7 separate regions of the Mus musculus genome follow, and regions 2, 3, 4, 5, 6 and 7 are each linked to region 1. Evidence: chromatin contacts called from public promoter capture Hi-C data. All regions are on one chromosome and are shown on one strand. Each heading gives the region's core, a stretch centred on a gene start, on an enhancer-like site or on the middle of the called end of the contact. The rest is flanking DNA. Distances are from core to core; before and after follow the strand shown.

What was found. Promoter capture Hi-C pulls out the DNA fragments that hold promoters and counts their contacts. Capture Hi-C pulls out chosen DNA fragments and counts their contacts.
Region 2: a contact with region 1 is called in a promoter capture Hi-C map of liver, with 6 times the contacts expected there. The contact joins the promoter of Rpl41 here to the promoter of Os9 in region 1. A contact is called at or near these places in 7 of 39 promoter capture datasets (the C10 cell line, cranial neural crest, hippocampal neurons and 3 more), 6 of 115 datasets of contacts at active chromatin or transcription factors (bone marrow-derived macrophages, embryonic stem cells, kidney and 3 more) and 3 of 9 other capture datasets (adipose tissue, liver and macrophages).
Region 3: a promoter capture Hi-C map of pancreatic islet shows a contact between it and region 1, with 4 times the contacts expected there. The contact joins the promoter of Esyt1 here to the promoter of Os9 in region 1. A contact is called at or near these places in 7 of 39 promoter capture datasets (the C10 cell line, cranial neural crest, frontonasal cranial neural crest and 4 more), 1 of 484 Hi-C or Micro-C datasets (B cells), 1 of 115 datasets of contacts at active chromatin or transcription factors (bone marrow-derived macrophages) and 3 of 9 other capture datasets (adipose tissue, embryonic stem cells and pancreatic islet).
Region 4: a promoter capture Hi-C map of pre-B cells shows a contact between it and region 1, with 4 times the contacts expected there. The contact joins the promoter of Smarcc2 here to the promoter of Os9 in region 1. A contact is called at or near these places in 4 of 39 promoter capture datasets (the C10 cell line, hippocampal neurons, liver and 1 more).
Region 5: a contact with region 1 is called in a promoter capture Hi-C map of liver, with 2.4 times the contacts expected there. The contact joins the promoter of Rnf41 here to the promoter of Os9 in region 1. A contact is called at or near these places in 8 of 39 promoter capture datasets (the C10 cell line, cranial neural crest, embryonic stem cells and 4 more), 1 of 115 datasets of contacts at active chromatin or transcription factors (astrocytes) and 3 of 9 other capture datasets (adipose tissue, liver and pancreatic islet).
Region 6: a contact with region 1 is called in a promoter capture Hi-C map of liver, with 5 times the contacts expected there. The contact joins the promoter of Coq10a here to the promoter of Os9 in region 1. A contact is called at or near these places in 10 of 39 promoter capture datasets (the 3T3-L1 cell line, the HPC-7 cell line, cranial neural crest and 5 more) and 1 of 9 other capture datasets (adipose tissue).
Region 7: a contact with region 1 is called in a promoter capture Hi-C map of hippocampal neurons, with 3 times the contacts expected there. The contact joins the promoter of Cs here to the promoter of Os9 in region 1. A contact is called at or near these places in 7 of 39 promoter capture datasets (the C10 cell line, the HPC-7 cell line, cranial neural crest and 4 more), 1 of 115 datasets of contacts at active chromatin or transcription factors (astrocytes) and 1 of 9 other capture datasets (liver).

What each region holds. Positions count from the first base shown.
Region 1 is chr10:127,119,815-127,122,534 of GRCm38.p6, reverse strand. It overlaps Os9 (amplified in osteosarcoma), which reads left to right and starts at 1,375. Exons shown (of 15, transcript NM_001171026.1): 1 at 1,375-1,578; 2 at 1,990-2,166. The coding sequence starts at 1,417.
Region 2 is chr10:128,547,831-128,550,550 of GRCm38.p6, reverse strand. It overlaps Rpl41 (ribosomal protein L41), which reads left to right and starts at 1,383. Exons shown (of 4, transcript NM_018860.4): 1 at 1,383-1,463; 2 at 1,578-1,602; 3 at 1,871-1,893; 4 at 2,122-2,441. The coding sequence starts at 1,591. The coding sequence ends at 2,164. It also overlaps a transcript of Zc3h10 not described here and the pseudogene Gm9176.
Region 3 is chr10:128,524,444-128,527,163 of GRCm38.p6, reverse strand. Esyt1 (extended synaptotagmin-like protein 1) reads left to right here and starts at 1,305. Exons shown (of 31, transcript NM_011843.2): 1 at 1,305-1,700. The coding sequence starts at 1,341.
Region 4 is chr10:128,457,947-128,460,666 of GRCm38.p6, reverse strand. It overlaps Smarcc2 (SWI/SNF related, matrix associated, actin dependent regulator of chromatin, subfamily c, member 2), which reads right to left and starts at 1,352. Exons shown (of 29, transcript NM_001372395.1): 1 at 1,230-1,352. The coding sequence starts at 1,340. n-TScga2 (a tRNA gene) reads left to right here and starts at 2,122; the gene lies at 2,122-2,203. Mir8105 (microRNA 8105) reads right to left here and starts at 1,987; the gene lies at 1,899-1,987.
Region 5 is chr10:128,410,272-128,412,991 of GRCm38.p6, reverse strand. It overlaps Rnf41 (ring finger protein 41), which reads right to left and starts at 1,376. Exons shown (of 7, transcript NM_001164237.1): 1 at 1,167-1,376. It also overlaps a transcript of Nabp2 not described here.
Region 6 is chr10:128,367,612-128,370,331 of GRCm38.p6, reverse strand. Coq10a (coenzyme Q10A) reads left to right here and starts at 1,352. Exons shown (of 5, transcript NM_001374700.1): 1 at 1,352-1,634; 2 at 2,179-2,325. The coding sequence starts at 1,495.
Region 7 is chr10:128,336,313-128,339,032 of GRCm38.p6, reverse strand. It overlaps Cs (citrate synthase), which reads right to left and starts at 1,306. Exons shown (of 11, transcript NM_026444.4): 1 at 1,074-1,306. The coding sequence starts at 1,115. It overlaps Gm51822 (a long non-coding RNA gene), which reads left to right. Exons shown (of 2, transcript XR_003949053.1): 2 at 1-1,894.

The DNA.
Region 1 (2,720 bases), core at 126-2,625:
ATGAAGATCTGATCGAAAAGTCTGTGTGCAGGCACATAACCCAAGGTGTTAAAAGCAGGATATGTGTCTGTGTATCTTTTAGATTTTCCCCTGGCGTGGTGAGCTTCCCCGCAGAAATTTTCCAATGGTATATAATGTCTCTCGTTTGCCGTTGTCTAGGAATTGATATTCTCAGGGTTGCTAATTCAGTTACCGTCTGTTTCCAGCTTCATTTCCCTTTTGTTTTTACAGGTTTTCCCTTACAGTCTGGACAAACAGACACTTTACCCACATACCCAAGACCCAGCCCAACTTTAACCAGAAGGCCCTTATTTTTAGTTCTTCCTTCTCCTCTCCCCTGCCTTCCTCCTCCTTGTCTCCTCCTCCTCCTCCTCCTCCTCCTCCTCAAAGATTGCTATTCATAAGCTGGGCTGGCTCCTACTGTTCATCTTTTTGCCTCAGCTTATAATTATAGGCATCTACCTCCACTGTTGGCTCCATTATTATTTCTTCTTCTTTTGAGACAGAGTCTTATGTATTCCAGGCTTGAACCCAACTCTATGTAGCCAAGGATGACTGCTTGGATTCCAGGTGTGTACACCAACTGTGATGCAGCTTGAACCCTGCTAAGCCAGTGTCTGTGTGTATTTGAGAGTGTGACTCAAATATCGAAGGCTGGTCTCAAACTCACAATATGGAAGAGGATGACCTTGAATTATTGAGCCTCCTGCCTCTGTGTCATGAGTGTCGGGATTACAGGCATGCACTACCACACTCTCCTTCTTAAAATAATTTTATTGGAGGGCAAATTCAGGTTTTGACACAGATTATTTGGTTGTTGGTAATATATTATCATATATGTGTATATAAAAATATGTACATGTATATTTGTGTGTATATAAATGTAAATATGTACATAATTATATATGTACATACATAAATATCTGTGCGATATATGTATATTTTTATGAAGAAGCATGCTTCTGTATAGTATATTTTGAAAAGATATTAAGTAACTTCCAAAAATATCCCCCGCACTCACCATCCGCTTCAATATTCTGCCCGATGGAGATGCCATACATTGCAAGAAATATATGAAAAATAGTAAGAAGGTTTATTTCCGACAGCTGGGGATGAGACAACAGGCAAAAGAACACAGCCACATACCACACCTCAGGATTAAGGAGCGAGGAGGGGAGGGGCCCAATCTCGCCGATGATTGGTTGTTGCTCTTGGCCAATCAGAAACAGCTATTGATTTTTACTAACAATGCGACCCGCCTCCCTGGAGGCTTTGACGCCACGTTTACAAATGAGGATGCGTTACGTAAGAGAGAGCTCCCGGACAGCCAATGAAAGCTTGGGGCGCTAATGGGCGGGTGAGGCCGCTGCCAGGTTTGGGGCGGAAGGGACATCTCTAGCAGAGACGGAGCGGAAGATGGCGGCGGAGGTGCTGCTGTCCAGTCTGTTGGGATTGCTATTTCTAGGGCTCCTGTTACCTGCGCGTCTGACGGGCGGTGTCGGGAGCCTGAATTTGGAGGAGCTGAGTGAGATGCGTTATGGCATCCAGATCTTGCCGTTGCCTGTCATGGGAGGGCAGGTAAGGGGTGTGGGGCGAGGTGAGGGTCCTGTGCAAGAGGAAGGGGCGCACGGTGGAGGAGGAAGGGCAACTGCGCACCGGGCTCGGGAGAATGGGGGAATGGAGAAGGGATGGTGGTGTTCCTGCGGTCCTGCTGGGAATGGCAGGCAGACCCATCCTCGGAGACCAGGCACCGACAGGGGTAGGGCTCCCCACTGTAGACCTTAGTTCCCCAGGTCGTAGTGAAATCACTGGGACCCCGCCGGGTGGGGAAGCGAGAACGCCCTCTCCTCCGCTCAGCCGGGGCAGCTGGAGGACTTGTGGCTTATTCTCTCTTCCACTGGGCACGTCCCCAGGGTCTGAAGAGGGATCTCGTTGTTCTTGGTCCCAGCCTCTGCCTCCCTGCCCCTCTTCCCGACCCTTCTTTCCCAGAGCCAAGCTTCAGACGTGGTGGTTGTGTCTTCAAAGTACAAACAGCGCTATGAGTGCCGCCTACCAGCTGGAGCTATTCACTTCCAACGTGAAAGAGAGGAGGAGACGCCTGCTTACCAGGGGCCCGGGATCCCTGAATTGTTGAGCCCAATGAGAGATGCCCCTTGTTTGCTGAAGGTGAAAGGAACTGGGGTGGGCGGAGGGAAGGCTTGGGAACCGGAATGGAGGCCAGTGGGAGTTAAAGGGCCATTGGTGTACTAGATATGTTTGGGGGGGGGGGAGCGTGGGGGGTGGGGTGGGGGCGTGCAAAGCAAAGACTCTGCTGAATGTAGGGAAAGGTTAAGATAGAAGATCTCAAAATAGGTTAAACCAACATCAGAAGGACGGTGGTGGGACCAGAAGAGCTGGAGCCTACCTGTAAAGTCACCTCCTGCTCCTATTGCTCATTACCTCAGGATGCCATTGTATTCCACGAAGTTCAGTGAATACTTGAACCTGTGGGAGTCCTCATCCAAGTGCTTCAAGGATACCATGATTTCTTATCTTTATGGAGGGCAGGGAATGATTTATGCCTGTGATCCCAGGTGGGTCACAGAGCATCATAGCCCTGTCTGAGAAGAAAGAAGAAAGAAGAAGAAAGAAGAGAAGAAGAAAAGAAGAAGAAAGGGCATGGGTGGGGATCAGTTATACTTTAGATGTGCGTCTCCAGCCACGAAAAGAAAACAGCTGTC
Region 2 (2,720 bases), core at 134-2,633, 1.4 Mb before region 1:
GATCAAGAGACGGTGAACTGGAGATGAGTCTGAACACCCAAGGATGTACTACAGAGGGAGATCTGCTCTTTGCTCAAAAGTGTAAAGAACTCCAAGGGTTCATAGGGCCCCTCACAGACCTACTGAATGGACTCAAGATGGGTCGCTTTGACAGAGGATTAAGTAGCTTCCAACAGAGTGTGGCCATGGACCGGATCCAGCGCATAGTGGGTGTTTTACAGAAGCCTCAGATGGGAGAACGTTATCTAGGAACCTTGCTGCAGGTGGAAGGGATGTTAAAGACTTGGTTTCCTCACATAGCTGCCCAGAAATCATCCTCAGGAAGTAGCAGGCACCAGATAAGCAAGCACTTTTCCAGTCACCACAGTGACCCGGGGGCTGCTTTTCCTGCACCTCTCCTAGAGAAGATGGGCCAAACACAGCTGGGACATTTAGTTTTGAAACCAAAGCATCCTTGGCATCTCACAGGATGGCCAGCTATGAACCTCACTTGGATTCATAGCACTCCAATTTGTAACCCTCCCCTCAGTTCCCAAGGCTCCATCTGGCCACAGCCCCATAGGCACTGGAGCCAGCATTGGTGTCATCCTTGTCCTCCAGAAAGGAGGACAGCCCTTCACCCATTCTGCCCCGGGCACTCCGGTCCCACCAACTCTACTGTCTCCTGTCGTCTCTGGTGATCTGAAGAAATTGCCTGGCGAGGAGCCTCGTTGCCACAGTTTGCCAGTAACACTGCCATCAGACTGGAGTTGCATCCTTTGTCCGCCTGTCTTGCCTACCACAGACAGATGACTAAAGGACACCCAGAGCCACAGATGATTAGCTATCCCCCAGTTGCTCTGGATCCTCAGCCCTAACCCAGGCTCTGCTACTTTTCCCTGATTCCCAATTTGTATAAATGTATGTTTTATGTGTGTGTGTGTGTGTTTTTTTTTTTTTTTTTTTTTTTTTTACTTTAATGTATTTGTGGTGAGGAAATAGAAATCCTTTCTGATTAAAGACATTTTTTTTTTTTTACTTAAAAAAAAAAAAAGATCCATCTGCCTCCCAGGAGTTGGTAATAAAGGCGTGCGTCATCAAGCCAGGGCAAAACTAGTAATTTTTACTACAAGCCACACCTATTAATAGTAGTAAATGGAAGTGTTTACCAAGAAACTACAACTCCCATGAAGCAACGAGGGAGAAGACGGAGTGGTTTTTTTTTTTTTTTCCCCGCCTATTTTTTCTCAGTCCCATACTGGAAACAGGTGCTGGTGTTGAAATAATACAATATCCTTAAAATAGACGGAAAGGTGGGGCTTGATAACACGCACTCTAGTAAGGCAGCCGGAAGTCGCTGTCTCGAGCAGCCCCGCCCTAAGGGACGACACACGGGCCGGCTCGGAAGTGACGACACCGAGCACGCCATTAAATAGCAGTAGGCCTCCCTCTCCGCCCTCTCGGTCTTAGCGCCATCTTCCTTGGTTAGTCGCGGGGTTTTCTGGCGTTCGGGTTTCCAGTGCAATCCGTTAACATCCGACCTCCACATTCACTATCATCACAGCGGGCTAACGGCATTTTTCCCTCTTTCTCTCTAGAGACTCCTGCGCCATGAGAGCGAAGGTGAGCGGCTCTTAGGTGGTGAATCGGGCACCTAGTCCCCGCCATGGTTCCTCTGCGGGCTTCCAGACGGTTTGCCTCGGGTGTTCGCAGTCAGGGAGAGGCTTAAAATTCTTGCTGAAGAAAAGATGGGGTGGGAAAATGAGGGATTCGGCTCTAAAACTGAACCGGTGTCCTTTGTCAAGCCCTGTGTTCTGAGCAGTTTCATGGCCTTGCACAAGCCTGTCTCTAACATTCTTTTTTGTCTCCTCACATGATCGGGTTTTTTTAGTGGCGGAAGAAGAGAATGCGCAGGTACGTTTAATTTTTCAAGACTACCTTGGGGCAGTGGGGGCAAGCTCGGTGTGGGATATTTGGTTGGAAGAAAATATCTGGCGGGAAGGAAGCAGGAGTCGCCGCCCAGTACAGCAGAGCTGGTGCTTGTTAATCTCATCGTCTCTTGTACTCGTGCACTAAGTGTACGTATTGATAGATGTGCAAAGGAAAAAAAAAAAACTCAGGTTTGTGTGCCTTCCATTCCAGGCTGAAGCGCAAGAGAAGAAAGATGAGGCAGAGGTCCAAGTAAGCCAGCCCGTGCACCTACGACGCCTGCAGGAGCAGAAGTGAGGGATGCTGAGGGCCGGGACAAGCTATCGGACTGTGTGCTGCCATCGGTAATGAGTCTCAGTAGACCTGGAACGTCACCTCGCCGCGATCGCCTGGAGAAATGACCGCCTTTCTTACAACCAAAACAGTCCCTCTGCCCTGGACCCCCGGCACTCTGGACTAGCTCTGTTCTCTTGTGGCCAAGTGTAGCTCGTGTACAATAAACCCTCTTGCAGTCAGCTGAAGAATCAAACTGCTGTTACGTGTTTTTTTGCGGTTCCTTGGGGTGGGGACTCGAGTGTGTTTCTGTATAGGCGACATAGTTTGGGTGTTTGATCTGGCTGGAGCCGGTTGAGTGTGCGCCCGAGGTTAAGTTACAGAGTTGGTGCGTTCACAGCGCCACTCCTACGTTTTGGGGGTACCACTGCGTAGAACCTGACGCTGAGCGGAGTTCCGGGTCCGGCGGAGTCCTGTTACCATGGTGATGCGCAAGGCTTGTTGGGAGCTTCCTGCGCCTACTAGCACGCAAGTTGGAC
Region 3 (2,720 bases), core at 56-2,555, 1.4 Mb before region 1:
GGCCCAGCCCATGGTTGGCGGGGGCCATCCCTGGGCTGCTGGTCCTAGGTTCTATAAGAAAGCCGGGGGCTGGTGAGATGGCTCAGTGGGTAAGAGCACCCGACTGCTCTTCCGAAGGTCCGGAGTTCAAATCCCAGCAACCACATGGTGGCTCACAACCATCCGTAACAAGATCTGACTCCCTCTTCTGGGGTGTCTGAAGACAGCTACAGTGTACTTACATATAATAAATAAATCTTAAAGAAAGAAAGAAAGAAAGAAAGAAAGAAAGAAAGCCGGTTTAGCAAGCCAGTGAGCAGCACCCCGTCCCCCGCCCCCCATGGCCTCTGCATCAGCTCTTGCCTCCAGGTTCCAGCCCGGTTTCAGTTCCTGCCTGGACTCCCTTCAATGATGGACTATGATATGGAAGTGTAAGTCAAACAGACCTTTTCCTCCCCGACCTGATTTTGGTCAGCATCAGGAAACTATTGCAAAATGTAATAATTACTGCTGCCGTTGAACACCGCCCCTCCCTGACTATAATCTTAATCGGCCCTCTATGATAGAGATGACTAACTCTGGATTCTAAAAAGAAACAAAATCTCACTTATCTACCGATCTCCTCCCCTCACCCCACTTCTTCAAGACTGGAGTATTAGAACTCTAATGTTCATCACGCCCCAGCTGTCGCTGACTTGTTCCTTTTCACGGACAAGATAGGGGGACTGAGGACAGCACAGACAGGGCCGCTAGACAGGGTCGGTCATCCTAGACTTTCGTTCTAAATCGGTCTAATTTCCCTAACGTTTCGCAAGGGCAGCCAGTAAAAACTCAAAGAATATTCTTAGAGGCAAAAACGAACGTTCTCTGAGTATCAAACGCTGGGAAAGTTGACAAAGAATATTTAAGATTCAGACCAAACCCTGCCAAACCATTTGAACGTGTGGAGAGATACACCCTCAACTCTAGCTCACTCTGAACTCAGTAATTAGAGTAGCGGCTCTGCATGACGTAACTCCACAGGCGCTCCAATCCCACGTGGGAGGAGCAGCTGCTCCCGCCTCTTAAGTGGGACGCTACGCCCCGTTCTCTCCGTGACCAGTCAAATACTGTCTTTTGGTTTCTTTCCCCCCCTTTTCCCGCCATCCAACCCTCCCATCTTGACCCTCTGGTCCAATCACGGAGGCCCTGCCATCCCAAGTCCTCTCTAGCTTCCCAAGTCTACGCGGCGCTGCCCCAACAGGCAGGGGCGGGGCGGGGCTTGAGGTCCCGGGGGGAGCACCATATATTACTGGGGGGGAGCTGGACCAGACACTGAGCTGCCTGCAGCTGCTCGGGCGGGCACTCCCAGAAGCTGCCCCATGGAGCACTCCCCTGAAGAGGGCGCCAGCCCCGAGCCGTCAGGGCAGCCCCCTGCCACGGACTCCACGCGGGACGGGGGCTCCGGGGTCCCACCTGCCGGCCCAGGTGCGGCGAGCGAGGCCCTGGCGGTGCTGACTTCCTTCGGGCGCCGCTTGTTGGTGCTGGTGCCGGTGTACCTGGCAGGGGCAGCGGGTCTTAGCGTAGGTTTCGTGCTTTTCGGCCTCGCCCTGTACTTGGGCTGGCGCCGGGTCCGCGATGGGAAAGAACGGAGCCTGAGGGCAGCGAGGCAGCTGCTGGATGACGAGGAGCGGATCACCGCAGAGACGCTTTATATGAGCCACCGGGAACTACCTGCCTGGGTGAGTTACCACTTCAGCCCTTGGTGCAGTATAGCTCTTCCTAGCCCCTCAACTTGGGGCTCTCCCACCCTACAAAGTCAGCTCCCCCACCTAGGACAGCGGGCCCCCAGACTTTGCATCGTCCCGTTAGCGCTTGTGTGCTGGGACGCACCACTCCTGGACGCGGCCACCCACTCTCCCCGCCCACCCTTGCCGCAGAGCGGATCCTTCCACGGAATCGGGACTTCTTCCTCCGTCTCCTCGGACTACAGCAGTACATCTGAGCTGCCGCTCCCAGCCAAGCGTGTAGAATGCTCGCTCCTCCTGACTTCTGGTGCCACTCGCGCCTTTGCCGCGCTGCCTCTGGGGATCCCTCCACCCCCCACCCCGCGATGGCTCAGAGGTTCCCCCGCCTTTGCTAGCGCTTTCAAGGCTTTTTATCTACTTCAGGGCATTAGGGTTTTCCGTTTCCTGCCTTGTCTCTAGGTACCCGCTGAGACCCAGCCCTGCAAGCATTGTTCCGCTGAGTCCCAGCACCTGGAAATGACCTATCGCGGTCGCCTTCCAGCCTCAAGCCAGCCGGGCTGCTGGGCTAAGGGAGGAGGAGGTTCTGGGAAGAGGGTAGTGCGGCAGCTGTAGTTCCCGCTGCTCCTTTTTACTCGTACCCAGGGCGGCCCCACCCTTTTCCGGACTGTGAGCAGCCTTCGCTCGCTCGTTTGCTCAGCCGACCCAGGCCCTCATTACTATACCCTGTCTCCTGGGCTGAAAAGATGCCTCCCTCTGACCTTGCTAAGCTGAGCGGGTTACCAACCCCTTTGGGGTACCCTCCCTACTCTTCTCACTTAGAGGTGACAGGTAGAGAGAGGCAGACACCAGTCACACTTGCCATTCCCTGGAGAGAAAAGAAGAAGAAACGGTTTCATGTGCCCTAAGTAGCAACTGTTATTGCTACTCTTTATCCTTGGAATTAACCCAACACCTCCCTACCTCCGTGTACAGCACAGGTGTCCTTTCCCACTCAGGAAGAAAGAGAAAGGAGCT
Region 4 (2,720 bases), core at 103-2,602, 1.3 Mb before region 1:
TTTGACCCTTATTTCCTCTACCCTAATTAGAGTCAGCACCTCTCGGTGGGAGGTATAAAGAGATCCGTGAAGGGAGAAGTAAATGACAAAGAGTTAAGCACTTGAAAGCTGAAGCAGGTCACAGCTGTCAAAGCCTTCGGGGCTTCACACCAAGACCCTAGACCGATCTCCCTTTAAAAGGTCAAAGGCAGAAAACTGGGAACCAGAGCCTCACGCTGAGGGTGCACACAAGTCACAGACCCAACAGCTGTTTGTCAAGAGTCTGACACCCAACAGAGAGACCCCAAATGGTTTCAGGGCTAAACTCAAACCAGAATTAGTGGAGCTTTCTGAAGCTGTCCACTGTACTCTGACAGGCTGGCTGCAAGGCTGGAGTAGCAAGAGTTGGGGGCTGTAAAACAAAGCAAGGGAAAAGAACCCTTAGCCGGGGTTGGTGAGGAAGCAGCCCATATCGAAGACAAAAAAGAAAAACGAAAAAAAGCCCAGACACCATGAAGACACAAGAATAAAAATTGGTTAAAAAAAAAAAAAAAGATAGATAGGGCTTCTTGAACCCTTTTGTTCCCCATCCTTATTTCCAGTTACAGGGTGGGGGTGGGGACTAGCGATATGAAGCTTATCCGAGCCTCTGGACCTCAAACCCAAAGCAATGCCAGGCTGGCTGGCTTGCAGAGGACTTCATTATGAAAGGAGGGTTGGAGGGGCTGCTGCCCTAGACTGCCATGTCCTGTCCCCTGAGAGGTTTGCAGCCCTTTAGAAGGAGACTAGGGTAACCCTGGGAGACAGGTGATTTCCCCAGGTAGAGACGCTTTTCAACGGCCTGCTCCGCGCCCGTCTACCCTCCTGCTCTGCCATCTGTCTCAGGACGTACACAAAGCACCACCGGGGAGGCCTGGGCCGCTCTGGCGTCTGGCTCGGCGCGGGGCTCCGGCGGGGGCCCCGCGGCTCGCACACCGGAGGGGAGGAGGCGCGCGGCGGCACCGGTCAGCCTGGAGGGCGAGGGCTGCCGGGCCCGGGCCGCCGCCCGGAGCCGCCGCCGCCCCCGCCAACGCCGCTGCGCTGCACCGGGGCAGAGGGCACGGTGGGGGAGGGGTGGGGGAGGGGCGCGGGCGGGCGGGCGGGAGGCGCGGGGAGGCCTCGGGGAGGGGCGCGGCGGCCGCCGCAGGGTGGGCCGGCCCCGGGAGCGGCGGCCAGGGGCCCTTTGTCCCCGCGCGGCGCTGCCCGCGTACCTTCTTGTAGTTCTTGCCGAGCCAGAGCCGCACGTTGTCGAACTGGGTCACGGTGTCCGCGGCCTCGTAGTACTTCACGTTGGGGCCGCCGTCCTTCTTCCGCACCGCCATCTTCTCGGGCTCGGGCCCCGCCGCCGCCCGCCCCGCTCAGCTCAGCTCCCGCCTCCTCCTCCGCCCGCCTCCCGCCGCCTCCCGCCGCCACGACCGCCGCCTCCCGCCGCCTGGGCCCCGGCCGGCGGAGCGCCCCCTGCCGGCGGCCCTGCGTAGCGGTGGCGGGCGAGCCCGAGCGCGCTCGGCGGACACCCCGGCAGCAGCGGCGGTGGGAGGCGGGCGAGCCCGAGCGCGCTCGGCGGACTTCCCCGCAGCGGCAGCCCGGCTGCTTCCCCGGGTCTCGCAGGACGCGGCTGTAGGACAGCGGAGCCCTCCCCGACTTGGTCTCGCAGCGGCAGTGGGGCTTACTGTTCCACTCCACGGGGAAGCCGGGAGCCCCGGGTCTGCAGCTCCGCCCCGTAACCCCGAGTGGCCCCCGGCACGTACGTTCCCGTGGAACTCTTTCGCTCCAATAAGTTCCTTCCAACCATTCCTGTTTCAACCCACGAGTGTCCCTGACGCTCCTCGTCCCGGTGCACCCAGCACCCCTGGTGCTACCCGGGGGGGTCAGGTGAGGGGTCTCCTCCCTCTGATCTTCGGGTCTCGCCAGTCGCCTCCGCTTTAGGAGTCGGCTGGCGAGCCCCGATTCTTCGACCCAGGTTCAAGCATTGTGGCGCGAAGGTGCGAGGGAGGGAGCGGCTCTGGGTACGAGCCTCGGGCCGCGACCCTGCACCGGTCCGCTCGCACCCAGTCACCCGTGCGGACCCTTTCTGTAAGCGCGCGGCCAACCATAGTTTTGGGAGTCACGGTGGCCGAGTGGTTAAGGCGTTGGACTCGAAATCCAATGGGGTTTCCCCGCACAGGTTCGAATCCTGTTCGTGACGGCAGTTTTTCGTATTTTTTTTCCCCCCTCCTATTAACCAGTAGTTGAGTGGTTGAAAGTGAAAAGGCAGCACTACTCCTTTAGGTTAGACCAGGGTGACATACAAACCAAATTGGGCATCGCTGTATTCGCTGTTAGGATACCAGGCACTTTGAGATATTTTTGAGAATTCTGTAACATTTCATAACAATGAAGAGTAGTCGTTTTGTTTGGGAAAGCTAGTCAAACCTAAGATTTCTAAACAGGGCATCTTTGGAGTTTGTGACCAAAAGTGGAGCCTTGAAGTCTGGTGACTGGAGACACAGAAACAAGCGTTTCTCATTTGGATTTTTCTTTTTAATTTAGACAGGGACTCATGTGCACAGGCTGCCCTTGAACTTGCCTTGCAGCCAAGAATGACTTTAAATTTCTGATCCTCCTGCCTCTACCTCTCAAGTACTAGGAGTTACAGGTGTGCCTGAGCATGCCAGGATCCTTTGCGGCTCGGAACTGAATCCAGGGGTTCAATTTGTTCGATA
Region 5 (2,720 bases), core at 127-2,626, 1.3 Mb before region 1:
ACAGGACAGCTTCAAACAAGCCGTGTAGCCAACTGTCAAACAGATATGACACTTGCATTTTCTAACCTATTGTCCTGCAAATCAAATGAGATAAACTCTGAGTGCACGTGTAAGACTGCTGTATTACTTGTTGCAACAGAATGGCAAAATAAACTCACAGTGAGAACCAGAGGAAATGCTTGAAAATGCTTGTTCCTTCTTTTCAATCACTGGGAAGTAGGCCCTGCCACAAGGTTTACTGAAGACACTGCATAACAAATGCACCCCTCACCCTCCCTTGGCACTATCCAATCCCACTCTTTCTTGGGGGAACACTAGTAGCCACCCATCCTGCTACAGTAGTTAAAACTACTGTATAAGAAGTAGCTGCCAAGATTCTCATAGGTCAATCTCCCAAGAACAGTGGCCTTGGTAACCATCACATTTGCTACCAGTTGAAATGAAGTTTCATGAAATGAAGTTAGTGTACCAATCCAAAACACCCTCATCCTGCTTTTTCAGGTCTTTCTCCTGCCCCTACTCCCACCCCCCCTCACTCTCTACCCCACAAATGCCCTGCCTCCTGGACTGGGGTGGGCTTTCCAGTGTATTAAACGAGTGGATGGATCGTGCGTATCAGAGAGCGGGGCTGCAAATCATTCAGGGTCAAAGATGTAAGGAATGTAAGAGTCCTCCACGGAGAGGCGGGAGGGGAGAGAAGCGGCGAAGGAATAAAAGAGAAAGACAAGGCTGCCAAAGACAAGGCATGGGAAAGAAGCCAAGCTATGGCGCTTGGAGGGCGGAGGTTTGGGTTCCGCGGTCCCTGCCAAGGCTAGCCCCCAGAACGTTCCCTTCGCCTCCAGGCCTGTCAATCATTGCCATTTAAACTCCATGTTGTCCCTCAGCCCCAGCAATCAGCTCCTCCCGGGTCCTCAGGCTGGCCCAAGGCCACTCCCGCACTTCCCGAGGCTCTCCCTACTCCAGAGGATCTTCCAAAGCTCCAGAGCCCCCAGCTAGCTCACCTCCCGACTCCTCCCAGCTGAGCTCCCTTCCTCCATTTTCCTCCTCCTCTCCACCCTTCCTCCCTACCCCCAGCACTTCGGACCCAGGCACCAATCCACAGGGACCTCGCCCCCTCTCCCCCCCAACCCCCCAGGGTTAGAAGCTCGCCCAGGCGCATTACGCACCACCCGGAACGCAGCCTGGTTTCTCCGGACGCGGGGCCTGGCTGCAGCTGAGGACACGGCGGCCGCGTAGCACACTGTGTGCCCGGTCTCAGCCTTTCCCCGTAGGGGAAGGGGAAGGTAAGGATGGGGAAGAAGGTTCCGACCACTCCTCGCTGTCTCGGGTTAGCCCTTAGCCACGCCCACTGCTGCTACGCAACGGGGCGGAAGCTCGTCACCAAGCCCCGCCTCTCTATTTAACTCGGCGGCGCCTGGATGCTCCTTGCGAGCGGCCTATGAGAGGCGGGGGCTAGCTGGGCCTCCGCTCTGGGCCGGAAGTTCTTAGGACGGACAGTGTAGCCTTTTGGGAGGGAGGGCTCTATGTGCTTCAGGTGTGAAGCTCCGGGGCGACCCTGGGTGTCCCGCCTTGCAGAGTTACTTGGTGCTGGGTGGTGCACGGCTCGGGTGCCAGACCTGGTGCAGCGCTGGGACGAGGTCGCCGCGGGGCAGCTGGTCTGCAGCGTGGCCTGCTGTCCTCCCAGCCCTTCAGTTTCCAGAGCTGTGGTCAGCATCCCGGAGCCTCCCGACCTGTGACTCACAGTCATGGGGATGGATGCTGCTGTTAACTTAGGAGGCCGCAGGATGGAGAGGGAGGGAGTGTCTCACCGCAAAGCTTTGATCTAGGGTGCTGCAGGGGTCGTCCACCTCCCAGCCACACACTCTTGTAGTATTCCTGATGGCTCTTCAAAAACTCAGACCGCCCGAAACATTAATGGATTTGATTTCCTAAGGCTGCAACACTGTGGTTAGGGGAAATGGGTGGGAGAGAACCCGAGGAGAGTCGTGGTGGAGTTTAAAGCGCTCTGTGTTAGGTAAGCGGGGAAGCAAGACAAGGAATGCAATTACATTACCTCTTAGGCTAATCTGGTGTCAAATAGTATTTGTTGTAGATACTCTCTTTTTTAAAGGGCAATTCACATTAGTACATATGTAACTAGCTTATTCGTGAGAATACAGAGCTAGCTGCTTCCTTTGAAGACAATATGACGAGTACCAGAGGAAACTTAAGCTTCTAGGTGTCTCTGAGATACAATAAAATAAGGAAACAGGAATCGGATGTGCCTTTGTGAACCAAGTCAAACTTGCTTCCCTCCCCTCCCTCTCCCCTAGTCAGGGTTTCTCTTTGTTGCCCTGGCTGTCCTGGAATTCACTATGTAGGATAGGCTGGCCTTAAACTCAAGAGATCCGCCTACCTCTTGCCTCCCCAGTGTCCACCTGGCTTGAGGCTTGCTTTTTATGTTCCGGGTTCAACGTCTTTCAAAGGAGAGTGAATCTGCGTATTATCTTTCTATGGCGAAAATGCTGCTTGTCCCAGAGCCCTGAGCCGAACCGTTCGGTACATTAAAGATGATGTGTAAGCTCCTGCCATGTCCAAGGTACTGGCTTTTAACTAACTTTCCATTTTCATGTGTAAAATGGGCAGTGGTGGCGCACGCCTTTATCCCAGTACTTGGGAGGCAGAGGCAGGTGGATTTTTAAGTTGGAGGCCAGGCTGGTCTACAGAGTGAGTTCCAGGAC
Region 6 (2,720 bases), core at 103-2,602, 1.2 Mb before region 1:
ACTGGGTGGCAAGCACCCCTACCCACTGAGCCATCTGGCTAGCCTCGTCTTGACTCTGAGTCTATGACCTTATTTGTGTAAAGCATTTGACTTGTATCACAATGTAGCTTTGATTGCCTGTCTTCTTCCTGCCAGCACATTTCCTTTGTCAGGCAAAGCTCGAATCAATGTGGGGAGCTTTAACCCAGCGTAGGGAAAGCAGAGCTTGCTCTGTGACAGTCGGGAGAATTTTGCTTGCTCTTGCACCCGTCTAGGCTAATCTCTTTCTAATTTGTAGTTTATTTCTCTTCTCTCTTTTTCCTTTGGTCATACTTTTCCCAAGAGCGCTTGTTTTTTCCTTGAATCCTGGGACGTAGTATTCACCTTTGGGCTTTCTGCCTGTGATGTCTCGTCCTCCATTGAGTACACATTTTTCCCCGACAGTGATGGTGCTTTTTTCTAAAAGTAAATTTTGGCTAGTAGTAGCTCACACCTGTAATTCCAGCAACTGGGAAGTGGCAGCAAGAAGGTGCATATGAGTTCAAGGTCAGTGCAGGTTACAGAGCAAGATCATGACACCCCAAAGCCCTCCTGGAGAGCATGCATGTCTGTAATCTCAGCAGCTAAGAGTCAGGACGATATCCAAGAGTTCCAGGGCAACCAAGCTTATATAGCGAGGGCGTCTCAAAGAACAAACAAACCATGTCTTATGTTTGGTTTGGTCTGACAGTAGGGCTTGCTTCTTGTTTAGAGCTGGCTACTCTAAAACTGGGTAGGTAGCCCAGGCTGGCCTGGAACTCGTGGCAACCCTCCTGCTTCTGCCTCAGACTTCTTTCCATAAATATTAGGGAGGAAATTCTGCTCCTAGGGACGTTCATGAAGGAGCACTGCAAATTCAAGGCCTGAATTGTCTTGTCTCGAATAACGAGAAGGGGAGGAAGGGGGAAGGGCGTGTAGATCTAGGAGAGATTATACAAGTCAGCCCAGAACTTGCAAAGTTAATATCCTTTTCCAAAGACATAAACCGGCAGCAGGCACTGCAAAGGCCAGTAGGATGAAAAGAGCCTCTCCTTCTAAAGGGCTCTGAGAAACGTTCCTCTGGACATCGACAGCCATCTGCCGTTGACACGCCCACGACGTCGCCTCTGCGTCTACGTATCAGGTCCTGTGACCACAGACTCGCCAAGTAGTTTGTGCCAGGCGATCTCGCTCCCCCGAGCCATCTCTGCAGCTCCTCCGACACGCACCCAGCGCCCTTTCTTTCACGCCAGAGGTGTCAAAGAAACTACATCTCCCGACAGGCAGCGTTGTCCCTTCCTTCCTCGCGCTCCCTCCTCCCGATCCCTGGCAACGGCGTGACGTGAGGGGACCCAGAGCTGCGGTCACCGCTTCAGTGACAGCCTATCCGGCGCGCGGGCCGGAGCAGGGCGAAGGCAGCCGGAGCTCGCGCCGCCCTTCCTGCCCGGCCTCCCCTACAGCTCGCCGCCGCCGGGAGTGCCAGGCAGGGGCGCGCGCATGGCCTCTGCGGGCGCGCGGAGGCTCCCGGCCCCGACGCGCGCGGCCGCCCGGAGCTGCTGCGGCTTCTCGCTCTGCCGGGGCGCGCGCTCCGTCCCGACCCCGCCCCCGGGCCCTCCGCGGCCGCCGCGTCCAATGAGGTGAGAGGCAGGCACAGACGTCCGCGCAGGACCGGAGGGGGTCGCCCGGCACCCCGAAGTTCAGCGGTGGAGGGTGGCAGCCCTTAGACGGCAGGCCGGAGAAGGGCTGGCATTGGTGGTGCCCTGGGAGTTCGAATGGAGTTCTGGAGATACGCGTACAAGCTAGATGCTCGGGGCGGGTGCGTGCCAGCCACTTCTTGGCCTTCGCCGGCGTTCTGGCTTTGATGTGCCTGGCCTGACCCTGGCGTCAGAGATGCTTCAGTTTGCTTGCAGCAGTAGTGTTGCCTCAAAGGCAGCTGGCACTTAGGACGTGCCCTTCTTTTTCCCATCCCCACCCCTGGCCCTGTCCTCAGCCGCCCTCGACCTTTCGCACTCGTGACTGCCTGGCCAGCCAGCCCAGCTAGCTGCAGCAGGTGCTAGGGGCAGAAAAGCTTGCCCGAACCAACGACCTTCCTCTGTGATGCATCCCTCTTCCCCTTCACCTGAAGTGGTTGAATACAAAAAAAGAATCGTGACGCTGCCTCTCCTTTCTTTTTGGCGCTAGGTTTCTGATTTCCTGTAATCTCTTCTTGCCTCGCGCTGCCCAGGCCTTGGCAGCGGAGGCTGGCCTACCTCATAGTCGTTCCTTCATGGGCTTTGCTGCCCCCTTTACCAACAAGCGAAAGGCTTACTCGGAGCGTAGGATCATGGGGTGAGCATTCCTTTTTTTCCCCTTCAAATAAATAACCATGTACCAGTAGTGGGTAAGATTCATATTGGGCCACTTGTCTCCCCAGCAACGTTTTCGCTGCCAGCCTTTCAACCTAAATTTCCCACCTTAGTTGTTCTGCACGTGTATTAGTCTAGAATTGTGTTACATCATAGAAAGGTAACCGACTAGGTAGTACAGCCTGTAATCTAAGCTTGAAGCTTCCACGGACTACATAGCCAGAGCTGCATCATAGGTATCTCACACACACACATTTTGAGACAGGCTCTCACATAGCCTAGGGTTGGCCTTGAACTTGATATACAGTCAAGAAGACTTTGAACTTATATCTTGCCTCCACCTACCTCCCTAGAGCTGAGATTATAGACATGTGCCAC
Region 7 (2,720 bases), core at 57-2,556, 1.2 Mb before region 1:
TTGTGGTACATCTGACAACTATGCATCTCACACAGAAAGTTAATACCATTCTAAGTCTTTTCTTTCCTCCAGGTGTACTTTGCTTCAAACTATCTACTGATGAGAAAAACCTATTAGTTCCTTTAAAACTAAAACAGAAGCCAAGGTCATTTGTGGGACTGTCCCCACTTGGGTTAGAGCTGAAATTCCCTCAGCATAGCTGGGTCTCTGTTTAAAGGCCCAAGTTATGCTGAGCAAAAAAGTAGTGATAACGTGAAATTAAGAGTTATCCCTACTTGGACTTGAACTTCAGAATTCAAAAGGCAAACCATCAAATTAAAGGGCCGCCAGGGAATAAGGGGAAGTACTCCTGGTAGGTAGTAGAATTGAGTCATGTGACCTTGGTGTTACTACCTCACGCCTGTCTTCATTTATTGGCCTGTAGCTTGGAGGAACAACCTTTCTGGTTCTACCTAGAGCCTGATGTGATACATAATCAGCAGGTTTAACAGAAATGCCCCACCCTATTCAAGCTCCTCCTATATACATTAAGTGCAGGAGTCCCAAGGACAAAGAGGAGCTGGGGGGCTCTAGTCCCCTAACAAAACTAAAACGGCGGGGTCACTTACAGGCTTCAATTACAGTGAGGAAAGAAACAGGTCCTGACAGGACTCACCCTACAAAGCAGAGCCCAAATTAGCCCCAGTGACCAAGTGAGCATATTTATACATCCCCCACTCCTCCTCCAACAGTTCTCTCCCTAATTCGGGGGACCACGCCACATCTTTGCTCTCTGGCCTTGCAGCCAGGGCCCTGCATCCCTCGCTTGCACCTTGGATACTTGATATGACAGAAGGCGGGCCTCCCGGCCGCCGGGGGCTGCAGGCCGGGGCCGGCAGCGTTCACCTTAGCCGGAAGGGCACGCAGCACATGGCCTAGGAGCTCTGGGAAGGGTTGGCGGCTCGCCAGGGTCGGGCCCCTTTAAGGCGCGGAGGGCTGCGCTCCGGTGTGGGAGGGAGAGCCGGTGCCGGAGGCCCTGCGGTCGCCTCAGCCCCACCCCGCGCGCCACGGCGCGCTCCCTCCTTTAAGCTCACCTTGGCTCCCAAGAGCCGGGTTGCTGCAGTGAGTAGAGCCATGGCGGGCGAAACTCCGGGACCTGGCGGGAAGGGACCGAAGGGAGAGAGCTACAGCTGCAACAGGAGCGGTCGCCGCTGTGATGGAGACCGCGCCAACCGGCGGACAAGGTTGAAAGGAGGCGGCTGAGGGGAAGGGTAGACAAACCGGCACAGGCGCCCAGCCCAGGGTCCTCGGCGAGGCCCCGCCCTCTGCCCGAAACTTGAGCCCGCCCCCCTCCGGCGACCCACCCCGGCCTCGACCATTGGCCCAAAATGGAAGAGGGGCGGGATCTGAGCCTTTGACAGATGTTATCGCGGGGAGGATTGGACCGTACGGATTAGGCTAATTAGGAGTGGGTGGGAAAGGGATTGTAGGTGTCTAAGGATGTGCCTGAGAACTCAGTTAACTTCCTTCTTTGGCTTTTCCCTTTGCCCTTAACACATTTCGGGTTCTCCGGAGAATGCTGAAGATAAAGCTCCAGCACGCGACGTTTGAAGGTCACTGAACACTGCAACTGACCATTGCACTTCCTCTACCTGCTTGGCATGCTTTCTTAAAGAATGTCTTTGGTTAATGACTTCATGGCCGTGGAGGTGACATCACGCAGAAAGCCCGCTATGATGCCAGAGTTAGTTGCTTGATGGTCATTTGTGAACAGAAGAAATCTTGAAATTACAGATACTGACCCCGTTATGTGGAGAAGAGCAAAACCAGAAGCCTGAATGTTTAGTGATGTTTGTGAACTATATGGAGTCTAAGTCTTACAAAAGCCCCCTTAATATGAAGGAACCTTTCAGTCTTTGGGTCCTGGGCCTTATGATTCTGACATTCTTCATAAAACCCCATATCATAAAACCCCATAGAGCCAGCCCACCTCAGACACAGGATCAGGAGCTGCAACTCTCCACTCAAGATCAGGTGTTAGACACTCTCTTTTCGTCCCATCATTCACAGTATTTCCAAAGGACTCGAGGACGTTTATCCTACTTGGCTCTCTCTCTTATTTCTCCCTCAGAAAACATTGCAGTGAATGACACAAGGATTTAATGATCTTACACATCACTCTTAAATGCCCCGGGGTAGAACACCTCAGAACTTCTGTACTTTCCTGTGCCTACTGTGAAATTGGCCTAAGGGTGGAGAGAAGCTGACCCAATGATCAGAGCACCTTATCTGTAACCACCAAGCCTCAAATGTACAATCCTTTTATCTCACCACATGACAGTAACAAAGTGCAGAGGTCTCAGTATCCATGTAAGCCAAGTTCAGATAGTCCTTGTTTATAGAGGATGTAGTTTGTGGCTTAGACTTGGAAAAGAGAAAGAAAACCCCTATTTCCTCAAGTTTTCTCATATACATATTCATATCTGCCCAGTAGTGTTGTTCTAGCTTGGAAGTCAGGTAGTTCTTATGAGAGAACTTTATCAAGAGAAGCTGCGCCTCTTGAGAAGCAATAACCTTAGACCACCTCCCCGGGGACTTCAAAGCTTCACTGATCAATATTGGCTCCCAATTTAGCATCTCACATGGGGTTTCCTCATAACCCCAGAATAGTCTGACCTGGTTCCTTCCCCCATAGTTAATTATCCACAGAGACTAGCTAGCAGATCAGAGGCCTGAACTCC